2 separate regions of the Sus scrofa genome follow, and region 1 is linked to region 2. Evidence: chromatin contacts called from public Hi-C data. All regions are on one chromosome and are shown on one strand. Each heading gives the region's core, a stretch centred on a gene start, on an enhancer-like site or on the middle of the called end of the contact. The rest is flanking DNA. Distances are from core to core; before and after follow the strand shown.

Evidence for each region. Hi-C and Micro-C count contacts between places; a contact is called where the count stands out from the background.
Region 1: a Hi-C map of skeletal muscle shows a contact between it and region 2, with 3 times the contacts expected there. The contact joins the enhancer-like site here to the promoter of PGM2L1 in region 2. A contact is called at or near these places in 1 of 5 promoter capture datasets (liver), 21 of 47 Hi-C or Micro-C datasets (alveolar macrophages, blood, brain and 11 more) and 2 of 2 datasets of contacts at active chromatin or transcription factors (alveolar macrophages and skeletal muscle).

What each region holds. Positions count from the first base shown.
Region 1 is chr9:8,796,535-8,802,688 of Sscrofa11.1, forward strand. All of the region lies in intron 1 of LOC106504800 (a long non-coding RNA gene), which reads left to right. It overlaps LOC110255398 (a long non-coding RNA gene), which reads right to left. Exons shown (of 2, transcript XR_002335532.1): 2 at 3,557-5,326. Among named protein-coding and RNA genes, the nearest start is that of KCNE3, 22 kb to the right of the region's middle. Within about 2 kb of position 3,212, at least 21 of the 83 cell types and tissues checked have an H3K27ac peak or open chromatin away from gene starts, as enhancers often do. A contact at or near this core is called in epiblast stem cells, fetal skeletal muscle and skeletal muscle, where this site is marked.
Region 2 is chr9:8,756,911-8,763,403 of Sscrofa11.1, forward strand. PGM2L1 (glucose 1,6-bisphosphate synthase) reads right to left here and starts at 4,811. Exons shown (of 14, transcript XM_003129639.5): 1 at 4,381-4,811. The coding sequence starts at 4,491.

The sequences.
Region 1 (6,154 bases), core at 1,962-4,461, 38 kb after region 2:
CTAATTGTTTGCAAATGGTGGCATTTCAGGTCTCAGCATGTGAATAATCTTTAGAAAATGGGGGGGGGGGGGCATCTATTGTTTTGTTAGCCTGGCCCCCACCCTTTCCTCTGGGAATAGTAACCTTCCTTCTGTTTGAACACTGGTGGCCCCATCCCAGTCATGTGGCTCCCATGGGGGCTAAAAATCACTATCCTTCACCCTCGGCCCAGAGCTGGATATGTCAGCTCAAGCCAGGGCAGAGGGATAGTGTGTGAGCTGGAATTAAGGGGCTCAGTCATCCCTCAGATGGCAAGACTGAGACGGAGCCAGAAACTGTCAGTAGCCACGTGCCTTGCTGTGTGGAGGGAGCCCATCTGTAGCAGGGAGGCCCAAAAGAGAGGGAGGCAGGTCTGGGGTGGGGCTGGGGGAAGGGGGGATGAGAAGGGGGAGGAGAACCAGCCAACTGTCTACCTTGTGGCATTAAATTGCGCCTGTTTCCACTGTCCTGGAGGCCCGGCTACAACTTTCCCAAGTGATACATTTGACTTTTGACAACTTGGGGTTTCTGTCCCTGGCAACCAAAAAAGTAACTGCCTGACCCAGATGTCCTTCGTTTTCTGCTGGAGGTCACTACTCACTGTGTTCAGATACGGGGCTACTGCTCCTGGTCCTTGGCCCCTCGAAGGTCCAGCTTCCCTGGAACAGCTCCTAGCTTCTCATGTCATCTCATATCTTTACGGTTCACCCAGGGGTAGTTGTAAATTTTTTTCTTACAGTGACCCTTTGAGGTGGTCAGAGCAGGGCAAGGCTACCCCTATATTTTGCATCAAGGACATTAGGGTAAAGTCACTGTGCGACTGCTCCAAAGTCACATAGTTTGTGAGAGGAAGAGCAAGGTCTTGAACCCAGGATGTGGCTACGACTCTTTCTGCTAGAGTCAGAGCCAGGTCATTGGACTGGCTCAGAATGTGATGTTCATTCATTCAGCAAATACCATGGAGCCTGTGCTGGGCCCAAGCACCATTCTGAGCCTGGGGTCCCGTGTTGAGCAAGACACAGCCCCTGCCCTTACAAAGCTGATAACCCAGTATGAATACAGACCAGTAAACAGGTAATTACAATAAAGCGAGCTAGGTGTGATGGCTGGTGGGGGGTGGAATTCGGGGTCCTTCTGAAGCAGGTACGAGGGGTGCTAAACCTGATCAGGAAAGGCTTCTCAGCAGGATCGCTGCCAGCCCATAGGGCACTTTTTTAAAAATCAGCAAAAAGGACACACCCTTTCCTCAAAACATTTGACTCCCAGCTGCCAGAAAATTGTCATACAAATAGATAACTCTGTAACATCTATGGCGGACCCCAGCTGTGTGCAGGGTGCAACCTGTGCAACGGTGTGAGGCACTCTGCTTCCAGAGGAAATGCTATTTAAAAGCTGAGATCCAAAGGACGAGAGTCTGAGTTAGCAGACTCCCTACCTGTAGGCCCCTTGCGTGTCTGAGAATCGTGTCTGCTGCCAAACCTGTCATTATTTATTTAGGCTGCACGTCCTCCTGTGGCTGCTCCTGTGTCCTCATGGCCACCACCCCCTTTCCCTTCACTTCAGCCCCGTCTGCCAGGGAGCCCAGAGCCGTCTGTCCTGCAGGTCACACGATCTCCCTAGACCTGTTTGTCTACCAGAGATGAGGTTTAGGGTTTGTGTTTCTGGACCGGAGCCCTCAGTGGTGCCTAATTCAAAAGGGAAGAAACCCCAGGAGAAAACCTGATCCTCTCTGGGGGTGGTTGGGGGTGGGGGGCTGGCCTGGAAGGAATAATATCTGAAGGCCCGGAGCCGTCTCCTGATTGGCTGCTTATGATGCCATTCCCTTGATTGTAGTGTTTTGTTTTTGTTTTTTACCTGCGGTGTTTTCTTAGCTCAGTAAGAGGCATAAATGAGAAGGGAGCGTGAAATCCTGGTCTTAGAATCCTAGGCCTAGGGAAGAATCTCTCAGAATGCTTTCCCCTCCCAGCCCTCTCATTTAGGTGCAAATAAGCAGCAAGTGCAGCATTCAAGGGGAGTGGAAATGGCGTGTGTCTATTAGAGAAAACTGGAGGAGGGTTTGGAAGAGAACAGGGACCGTGCTGTCGCTTTGTTTTGATAGCATTGGGGGTTCATGTGTTGTTGGAATGTTTGTGAACCTCAGAGTTTTTAGAACCAGCTGACAGGTGGAACTATTTTCCTCCCCAGATCATCTGCACTTCTGTGTAAGCATGGAACAGGGCCCCGTAGCGATGTCGTGAATGTCCGATCATGAAACGAGCTCCCCTTGGAGATTTTACTGATCCGCACCCCACACTCTACTGCCCGTGCTGATGCCTGTTATGTTCTGTTTAGTGTATTATTTATTTCGGAAGTCACTGGAAATTATTTTCATCCTGTACCCCTTTTTATTTCATGCCTGTCTGCAGGTCCTTGCAGGGCGATTTCATGGAAGCTGTTAGAATGGTAGACTGTTCACATGGAAAGAACTTTAAGGAATGTCTGGTCTAACTGCAGATTATAGCCAAGGAGCACAGGCCCGGAGGGGGCATTGAGTGACAAAGGTCAGCCGGGGAATTAGAGGCAGAGCTTGGGTGTCAGGCCCAACATTCTTTCTGCCACAGATGCTCTAATCTCTTATGCCAAGTGATTAGGTTGAGATGAATTTTGGCCTGGTTTTGAAAAGCCCGCTGTCTTATCTCTTCTCTCTATAAATCCCTCTTTCCCAGTTCCTTCCTTTTCTCTCCCTTCTCCCTCCCAAATTTTGACTCTGATCCAGGAGCCACAACAGGTGTTGGGCCTGCCTCTCAGCAAATCCCGAGTCCTGGCTGGCACCGTCGTGGGGGTGGAGCACGCCCTTGTGCCACCCGATTGGCTGCCAGATCAATTTCAAGGCCTCTCCGGTAACTTCCAAGGTGAATTCTCCCAAAAGGCTCCTTCCACCTTGGCCCGTCTAGTGACTGGCATGAGAAAAGTCTTCAGAAGTCTCCTCTGAGCCCCCACGGGGGAAGAATCTCTTACTGCAAACTTAACTTGAGCTCCCTAAGGATTATTCTTTTTTGTACTGAGCTTGACACAGTGTTCGTGTGCAGTGGAGGCTAGTGAAACAGGCCCATTGCTGACAATGATGGTCATAAAAACGCACCCTGTTACCTGAAACCTTCCCAGACGCAGTCGGTCCCCTGGCGAGGGCTGGGCCGCTGCGGTGCTGAATGTAATCCCTGTTACAGGCTCAGTAAATATTTACCTGCAGTAAATATGTAAGATAGGCCTGCGTTTGAGCTTAAATTACATCCCCGTTTTGAATTCACACGGGCGCGGGCACGTCCAGTGTGGCAGACCTGGGGTGGACACTGCTCGGATCCCCCCCTCCCCAGGGCCCGCTGGGAAGAGTGTTGTCAGCTGCAGCATCTTTGACGTCTGCTGCTGTGTTTACACCACATGCAGGCGCTTCCTCTCCTTCTTCCTGTCAGTGATTGCCTGCAGACAGGCAGAGCCAAGCCATCTCTGGCCCCCACAGGGCCTCTCTAATGGGCAGGGCTGTTCTGTGGCTCCCCACTAGCCTGGCTGAGACTTTCTCAGAGCTGCGATGCCGGCTGAGGCGTCTCCTGCCCGAGCCTCCCTCTTTCTCCCTCTCCTTTCAGAGGCGTCAGATCCGAACTGCCGTCTGAGGCTCTCCCCCCTGTCCTGTTCCTTCTCCCCTTTCTCCTTCCCAGGAGGCTCCCCACGAAGGCTCCTGCCTTTCTTACTTCTCGTGGGCATACGCTTCCCAGAGGCCCCAGCAGACGCTTCCACCAAGGAGGCCCAACTCAGCAAGTCTAATTTTCACGAAGGCCTCTGGTGTCTCCCGAGAGGAACTTATCCTAAGCAAAGCGAAGAAACCGGCAGTTGGGTCTAGCGACAGAATCTTCAGCATCAAAGAGAAGTGGGTCAGAGTTCAGTCAGTGTTAGGTTTATCATGCAGCTTTCTTTCTCGGCCTCACTGCAGCCCTACCCCTGCGCTGTCATTGGCTCGTGCTTAGTAGTTTGTGGAGGGAAATGGGGGTGAGAAGGAATTAGCCAAATACAGAAGAGCTGCTTTACTAAGGTCTTCGTGCATCAAAAGGGCATCAACGATACCTATTGGAAATTCATGGGACAAAATATAGCACAATGGTGGGAGAAAAGTATTCTTCTCTCCTCTGCACAGTCCATGTAATAGAGTCTGTGGACTGGGGAGTCCTGGCATCTCAAGAAGCCAGCAAGTGAGAACCACTCCTGGTGCTTCCCAGAGATTAAGAGAAGCAATACACAAGGAGCTGGGGTCCTTTAATAACAATCGGAGGCAAAGCTTGCAAAAGTACATACAAATTTGAATTACAGGTTATCAGAACCGAGATGAGCTATAGAGCCCATCGGGTTTGCTGGTTCTCAAACTATGTTCCCAAGAGATTTTCAAGGGCCCAAGGGGAGGAATGGTATAGACAAAATGTAAGTGTATGGTAGCCTGAGGAAGGGAGAGATTAATTTGATGCAAAAAAGTTTTCAAAGTAAGAGGCTGAGCCGATAGTGAACTAGTCTAGGTCCGATGGCAAATAGTGGAAGAGCTGAGATAAGAACCTTGGTTCCCTGGGCTCCTGTGTCCCCTCTTAAGAGGCTCTAGCTAGTACTTTTGTGATGTGGTGGCTGTGAGCAAATTACTCAGAATGGAAAGAATTTGAGGGTCACAGGGTGTAGGTTTTTTCCTTTATATTCCTCCTCCTGGGAGAAGAGCTGAGTAGCATCCAGTCTGCCTTTTGGATGCATTTGGGTGACTCTAAACAAGTGTGCTCTTTCTAGAATCTGGTTTTCATTATTTTTATATCCTCAGCCTCCCAAGTCAGCTGGGCAGAGATGCAGACAGAAAGGCCTAATGGAAGGAATGGGATTGCTTTTAATTTAGCATAAGAACCACCACACCCCACAAATCAAAGTCCATGGAGGTTTCCACTGCCCTGCAGCAATGTCTCAGCAAGCGTTCTGAGATGTTTAATATGCTCCGGAGGAAGAAGTCTGTGTTAGTCCTTCGGGGGGAAATGTTCCATGTCATAGGCTTATCTTGGAGCTTCACGATGCTCAAGGGAGAATCTCTGAGGAGCTCTGCAAAAGACGTCTATTTGACCTTAATCCAGTGTTTTGCAAACTTGCTTGTTGATGGAAACCTTTATTCGTGGGCTATCTGGTATCATCATACAGAACACACCTGGGAAATGCTGAAGCGAAAACTACTCACTGGGAACAGAGAAGTTTGGGTTATGATCCTGGCTCTTCCATTAACTGGCCTTTTCCATCTTTGGACTCTAGTTTGCTCAGCTGCAAAAGGAGAGGGTTGGAATCAATGATCTAGAGAGAAAAAAAGATTTGCATTTATTGCACACGTTGTCAGGCACTGACATGCCACGAGGGTCCTGCCCTTAGAGGGGCCCACGCTGATTTTAACCTGCTGTCATCATCTTGAGATTCTTTTTTTTTTTTTTTTTTTTTTTTTCCGGCTGTAGCATGTGAAAGTTCCTGGGCCAGGAATCAAACCTGCACCATAGCAGCAACCCAAGGCACTGCACTTGACAATGCTGGATCCTTAATCTGCTATGACCCAGAGGAACTCCCCATCTTGAAATTCTAATTATTTTTCAACAAAGGGCTTTGCATTTTCATTTTACACTGGGCCCTGTAAATTATGCATCAAATTAAGTGGCTGGCCCTGTGTGGGTGTGTGTACCTGTACGAGGGAAAGTAAGAGAGCGAGAGACCCCTCTAACATGATCTCTGATCTTTACATCAGGCTGATGGAGGTGTGTGAGTATTTGTGATATACCGATGTGGAAACTGAGAATGAATGAGGTGAAATCAATTGCTCAAGGTGTCATAGGGAGCAAATAGCAGACCCGGGATTTCAAGCTAGACCGCTGAGCTCTAAAGCTTTTGCTTTCCCCACTAGATCAGGTGCCAGTGCAGTCTATAATTCTAAGATTCGTTTGCTTTTTAAGCTACTACTAGATCTCACTGTTCAAGTGACAAAATAACTGTATTGATACCACTCACTGTCTAAGTGACTATCTGCTGAATGAAGCAGTGAGCGAGGGACTGGATGTCAGTGGGTTGCATGGCTGATGAGAGGGAGTGAGTGGGTGGAGAAGTGAG
Region 2 (6,493 bases), core at 3,561-6,060:
ACTACAGCTGGCTGACAGCTCTGCCCTGGGTTCCATCTCACTCCCCATTCACACACCCAAACTTGGCCAGTGCTTAATATCTTTGACAAGGCTGTTTTCAAAAAGTTAAAATTTACAGTATATTAAAAACAGGAGATAGCTGTCACATTAAAGAGAACCTGGGAGTGCCTGTCATGGTGCAGCAGAAACGAATCCGACTAGAAACCATGAGGTTGCAGGTTCATCCATGGCCTTGCTGTATGGGTCAAGGATCCGGTATTGCTGTGAGCTGTGTGTAGATCACAGACGCGGCTCGGATCTGGTGTTGCTCTGGCTGTGGTGTAGGTTGGCATCTGTAGCTCCAATTAGACCCCTGGGAACCTCCATATGCCACAGGTGCAGCCCTAAAAAGCCCTAAAAACCCCAAAAACAAAAAACAAAAACAAAAAAACAAAAAAAGAGAGAGAGAACCTGACTTCTAGGCTAGCAAGACTTGTCTATAATTTGATAGAATGTATGAAACCATCAAAAGGAAGAAGTAAGGGAGTTCCTGTGGTGGCTCAGTGGTTAACAAATCCAACTAGGAACCATGAGTTTGTGGGTTCGATCCTTGGCCTTGCTCAGTGGATTAAGGATCCAGCGTTGCCGTGAGCTGTGGTGCAGGTCGCAGGCGTGGCTCGGATCCTGCTTTTGCTATGGCTCTGGCGTAGGCTGGAGGCTGTGGCTCCAATTGGACCCCTAGCCTGGGAACCTCCATATGCCATGGGTGCAGCCCCAGAAAAGGCAAAAAGACCCCAAAAAAAAAAAAAAGAAAAGAAAAGAAAGAAAGAAGTAGGAAGGAAGTTGGGGCCTTAGCTCTAAAAGACAAAAGGGGAGAGTGCTCTACAAAAGTCATCTGTGCATTGGAAGAATATGGATCCATGGACTTGTTGGATTCCAGTGGTAGGACAGTCGCATTATAGAGATAGATGCATTTACCTTAAATGTCGTTAAAACATTTATGCCATATATCTGGCCCCCTGTGATTTGATTTCATGATCAATAACAATTTTCTGATTCTGACTTCCCTTATGGTGCATCTAGAATATGCCCTGACTAGAGACAAATCAATTTCATTACATCTGCAGCATAAATTAATAAAACAACTCTCTCGATTCAGACATTAGTTTCTATGACCATGTCATATCCACCCTGAGACAAGACAGACTAACAAATTAGTATGAAGACATGGAACCAAGAGTCAGATCCTGGACTATGGTAAACAGGAGAGAATGTCACGCCACAGAAGCTACATGGGGTTTCCAGGACTGCCCCACTGAACACCCGGTCTTGTTTTCACTTTACACCTTGATTTATTCAAGTTACAGCAGAAACAAATGTTCTAGGTATTCACATGAATGTTTTTATTTGTATCTGGAATATTCCTCCTCTCCATGTTAACAAGTCTAAATTTTAAGTAATTCTGAAGGTTCAGCACAAATAACACTTTTTTCATGAAGACTTTTCAAAGACCACCACCCACCAGGGCTAAAACTACCAGTTTTGGTGACCTAGGCAAGTAGCAACTTGCCTTCAGATTAATTTATAATTTACTACTATGTGCCTCGCCAGAGTCATTAAGAATCAGGGCATTTGGTAGGTTCTTTTTTTCACCAAGTAGGTATTAATCAGGTAGTAAACTCAGTTTCTCTATGCTAGAAGCCTGCATATGCCACCGACGTGTAAGGGAATAAATGCTGTGGTCTGCTCTGCCACTTTACCTTTCTGCACTCTGCATCTCAGTGCTCTGGGACATCACGGTCTAGCTCACCTACACTGGATACACATTTGTGTACTGGTTCAAAGTATTTTCTCCTATTAAGAGAGGGATCAATTAAGTAACCATTATTTTTATTAAATATTAAAAGCATTTAAATCAATTTATCTGCATTATAGTTGTGAGCTTTTGTTTCATCTTCCCTTCTACATTCTTTGAAAATACAACCCGGATCTATTTCATCTTTTCTTTTTTCCACAGGTTTTTCAGCCAGCACCTTGCATGCAGAGGGCACTTTAAATACATAAGAAATTAAGAATTTCTCTTCCACTTTCAAGGAAAACCTCACCTCATCCCCTGCTTCTCATTGTCTTCCTTGACTATCCCAGTCCACAGGTCACTTGCTTTTAAACTCCTATAAAAACTGACTGCCTATAAGCCATTTAATTACCATGGATACTACCCTAGTGTTATTTTTTCATGTTTATATTACTTCATAGTCTTTTGAATTTCAGTATATCCCACAAATATCTAGCATAGCATGGACAATTAATAAATCATTAGTTCATTCAGCAAATTTTTTTTTAAAAAAAGCAACTGAGGACTCGTTAGGAAAAGTGTCGTCAAAGCTGGCACCTAAGGAGAACAAAAGATCTTATCCATGGCAGTGAACACCAAACTTACTGCTGAAGGGCCAAAGGCGTTGACATACAGAACAGTTACTAGTAAATTAAACTGCTGAAATTCTACAAGTGTTTCTGAATTTCATAAATTTTCCTTTCACTTCAGGGAGTCATCAGAGTCACTGAATGACAACAGGTGGCTTTAAACAATAGCAATTAACTATACTAAACTTGTAAGGGTAACATTCATTTGTAATTTAGTTTTCTCCGCTGAAGATATTTATATGGTCAGTTTGTAGTACATATCATTCACAGTATGGTAAGCCTCTTTGATTTCTATTAGACTTCTTCACCCCATTGGACTAAAAGCAGCAGAGGAATCACTGAATCTTCGCTTCTTTTGTATCCTTCCACAACAAGGAACTACATTCACAGCAGGCCATTAATAAATACTGGCAAAAGGACTTTAAAGTTATTTTCACTTTGCACATCCTTATGATAATTAATGAGATATCACAGGTTTTGCACACTTGACTGAAAAAAATATATATATAATGAGATGCTAGTTCTCTCATTTGGTATCTCAATCAAAACACTCTAGGTTCTTGCTACTTCCTCAAAGTGTGGTCCACAGACCAGAAGCATTAGTATCACTTGGGAGTTCATTGTGAAGTAGAATCTCAGGCCCCACCCCAAGCCTCTTAAATCACAATCTGCATTTCAAGATTCAGGGGATCTGTAAGTACTTCAAAGTTTGAGAAGCACTGGTTTAGACTCCAGAGGAAGAATCAGAATGTCCAAGACATATATATATATCCCAGGCATAGTAAATAACTCGTAATTGCTTATTTGTTGGTCTTCCTTATCTTCTGACTGAAGGCTGTTGAGGGCAGGAACCAACCCTTTCTAGCTTCCTCAACAATAGCATACCCTGGACCTAAAGGCCCCCGCACATTACCCACTGCTCAACAGATATTTTTTGCTGAATCCATGAATTACTCAACAAAGTGAAAATAAAACTTTTTCAGAAAGCTAATAATCCTTTATGAGACTGAATAACAATTTCACATATTACCGTACCAATTCTTTCATTCAGTATCAGTAACTCCATTTAAACATATTGTCCTCTCTACATGAGCGAATGCATTTAGACTTTCACAAAGCAAAAGCCTGGATCATCTTCCTCTGGTTGGAGCCACCAGGGGCCTCTTTTCAAGCGAGCTAGCTCTATTTTAATTCTAGCTCTCACATATCCATCCCATATGCCCGCACAAGAGGAAATCGCCGCAACAATTTGGAGGAGTGGGAGGAATGGGGAGGGAGTCGGTAAAGCAAAAACAATTCTGTGTCAGAAACATCACATGAAACCTGGAAAACGATTTCTGGAACAGGATACTTCCAGAAAACAACTCCTGGCCGAGAAAGAAAGAGAACCTCTACCTTTCTCAAAAGCAAAAGGTGATATTAGAGAATATACCAGGGAGTGATAAAAGACCGGCGATTACCTAGCGACGAAAGGTGGAAACACACCGGACCAGGACTAAAGCGGATAGCGGTTAGAAACGTCCAAGAAGGGTGCGGGGGGAAACGGGGAGGGGGGGGCGAAACCCAACAAAACCACTTTCAGATTTGTTAAATAGGAAGTCAAGGGAGAAGAAAGGGAAAAGGAAATAGCTCCAGTAAGGGTAGAGCTTATGATGATGATGATGATGTTATACTATTATTATTTTTTGAGAGAGATGACATACACCTGGGGGGGGGGGGCGGAGGAGGAAGGGAGGTTGCAATTTCGCTCACTGCAAAAGGAAGCGACTACAGGCGTTCCTTCTCAGCTTAAATGGTCCCAGGAGGCAGCCCAAGCATAGGTGCGTGGTAACGCCCGACTCCGCTGACCCCCGCCCGGCGGCGGGAGCCGTCTCCCCCACAGCCCGCCGGGCAGCGGGTGGGGACGCGAAAGGGCGTACAGTGTAAGGGGTGGGGGGCGGGAGGAGAGGGCGGATGCCGAGCCGACCAGGTACCCACCTTATCCCAACGCAGCCACTGCCCGATGGCCGTGTCTAGCTGAGGGTCCCCGGTGTGGTAGGGGGTGTGGAGCAGGTTGGAGTTCAGGTCTCCCTCTGCGTTTTCAGCCATGGCAGCCTGACGGGGGTGCGGGCCTAGGGGACCCGCGCAGACACCGAACTGGAAGGGCTTGACGTACGCTCACCAGGGTCGCGACGCCCCCTCCTCACTGAAGGGCATTGGAGACCAGCCGCAGGATGTTTGTGCCAGCTCCTGCGCAGCTTCGGGGAAGCACGAGAGGGGGCGCGCGGCCGCCCGCTCCCCACTAGACCAGCTCCCGGTCTCTCTGGGCGAACGGACCGAGGCGGTCCCGCCGCGAGAGAACAACAGTCCCAGATGTCTGGGTTGTGGCCGCCGCCGCCAGCAGCGCTCGCCGCCTTAGGCCCCGCCCCACCCGCGCCGCCGGCCCCGCCCCTTCCCGCCCCTGCAGATTTAAGCCCCCGGGGCACCGGGCGGTGGGAGGCGCTGGCCGGGAAGCGACGCCTTCCTAGCCCCACGAGTTAGGGCCCGCCAGGTGGTGAGGAACGATTTTTAGTTTTTAATTTGCCTTTTTCCATGTGCTTTGTCCTTGTTACGATCCCCGCAGACTCCCATGCGTCTCCTTTTCTGGCTCAGCCACCGAGGGGCGCCCCAGGGCTCCCGTGTGAGCCCGCAGGGCGCGCGAAGGCCCCCTCCCGTTTAGTCTCAAGGCTCGCGCTGGCGGGAGGGTGCGCCCGGCTGTCTCCGCACGGCCTCACGGGAGTTGTAGTTCTTTTCTTTCCCAGCGGTGTGTTGAGACTGCGGCAAAGACTACGCCTCCCAGCAACTCCATGCCCTGCGTTTTCTCAAAGGATAAAAGACCTCTAGGCTGGTCCCTGCGGGCACACCCTGTCGGTTTAGGAACCTTCACGTTGTGGCCCCGGGCTTCAATTAAATTAAACAAGACAGGTACAGTAAGGGAGTGTGCTTTACAATTTACGAATCGCGACCTGTGGTTTCACCCATCCTGTGACAGAGTAAATTAGACGTGATCCATCCCCATTTTACACACAAAGAGGAAACTGCCTCTGAGTGAACCCGACCTTCTCAAAGAGACGGAATTCCTAAGTGCCTGGACGAGGGTTCCAACCTCGTTTCAGATCTCAGCTGGCACTTCTTTTTGCTCTGCTGCTACAGTGGACTGGGAGGTAGGGAGAACAAGATGACTGGAGGGGAAAAAGACAAGTTGTGAAAGACGAAAGATGTGTTAGCATTTAATTAAGCATGAGTAAGAATGTGTGAGCATCTTAACAGAGTGCAAAGAGGAATAGGAATACAGAGGGAGAGGAAAGATGATTGCAATCTTAAATTTCACCTTATTTTGGCCTCCTCTCTTCGCAAGACGAAGTGTGGGAGATGCTAAGTGCTTACCTGACATGGTGCTTAGTCAGACACAGCTGTTACTGAGTTTCTTGATGTAACCTTCTTACAATAGCTCGATACTTTAACCAAGTACCTTACAACTCTTTCGCTGGTGGACGTTTTTGTAAGGAGGGTATAATAATATTTACACCTTTGGAGTTCCTGTCGTGGTTTCAGTGGTTAGCGAATCCGATTAGGAACCATGAGGTTGCGGGTTCCATCCCTGCCCTTGCTCAGTGGGTTAAGGATCCGGGGTTGCCGTGAGCTGTGGTGTAGCTCGCAGATGCGGCTCGGATCCCGCGTTGCTGCGGCTCTGGTGTAGGCGGGAGGCTACAGCTCTAATTGGACCCCTATCCTGGGAACTTCCACATGCCGCCGGTGCGGCCCTAGAAAAGACAAAAAGACCAAAATAATAATATTTACACCTTGGCTACAGCAACTTAATAAATGGCTTTAAAATGCTTTGAGGTTCACAGATAAAAGAAATAATAAATTCAAAATATTCCTTTCGTTCCTCTAAAAGTGCCATTTACCATAATGAAATTCAAACTACCGAGCTACAAATGGATTGTAGCACCAATTCCTGGAATATAATATGCTGTAGTTGGGAATTACAGTTTTTGCTAATCAGTTGAGTGTTTCCTTTACGGAGTCAGCAGGTTCTTTTAATCACACAAGGCCTGGGAAATAACCA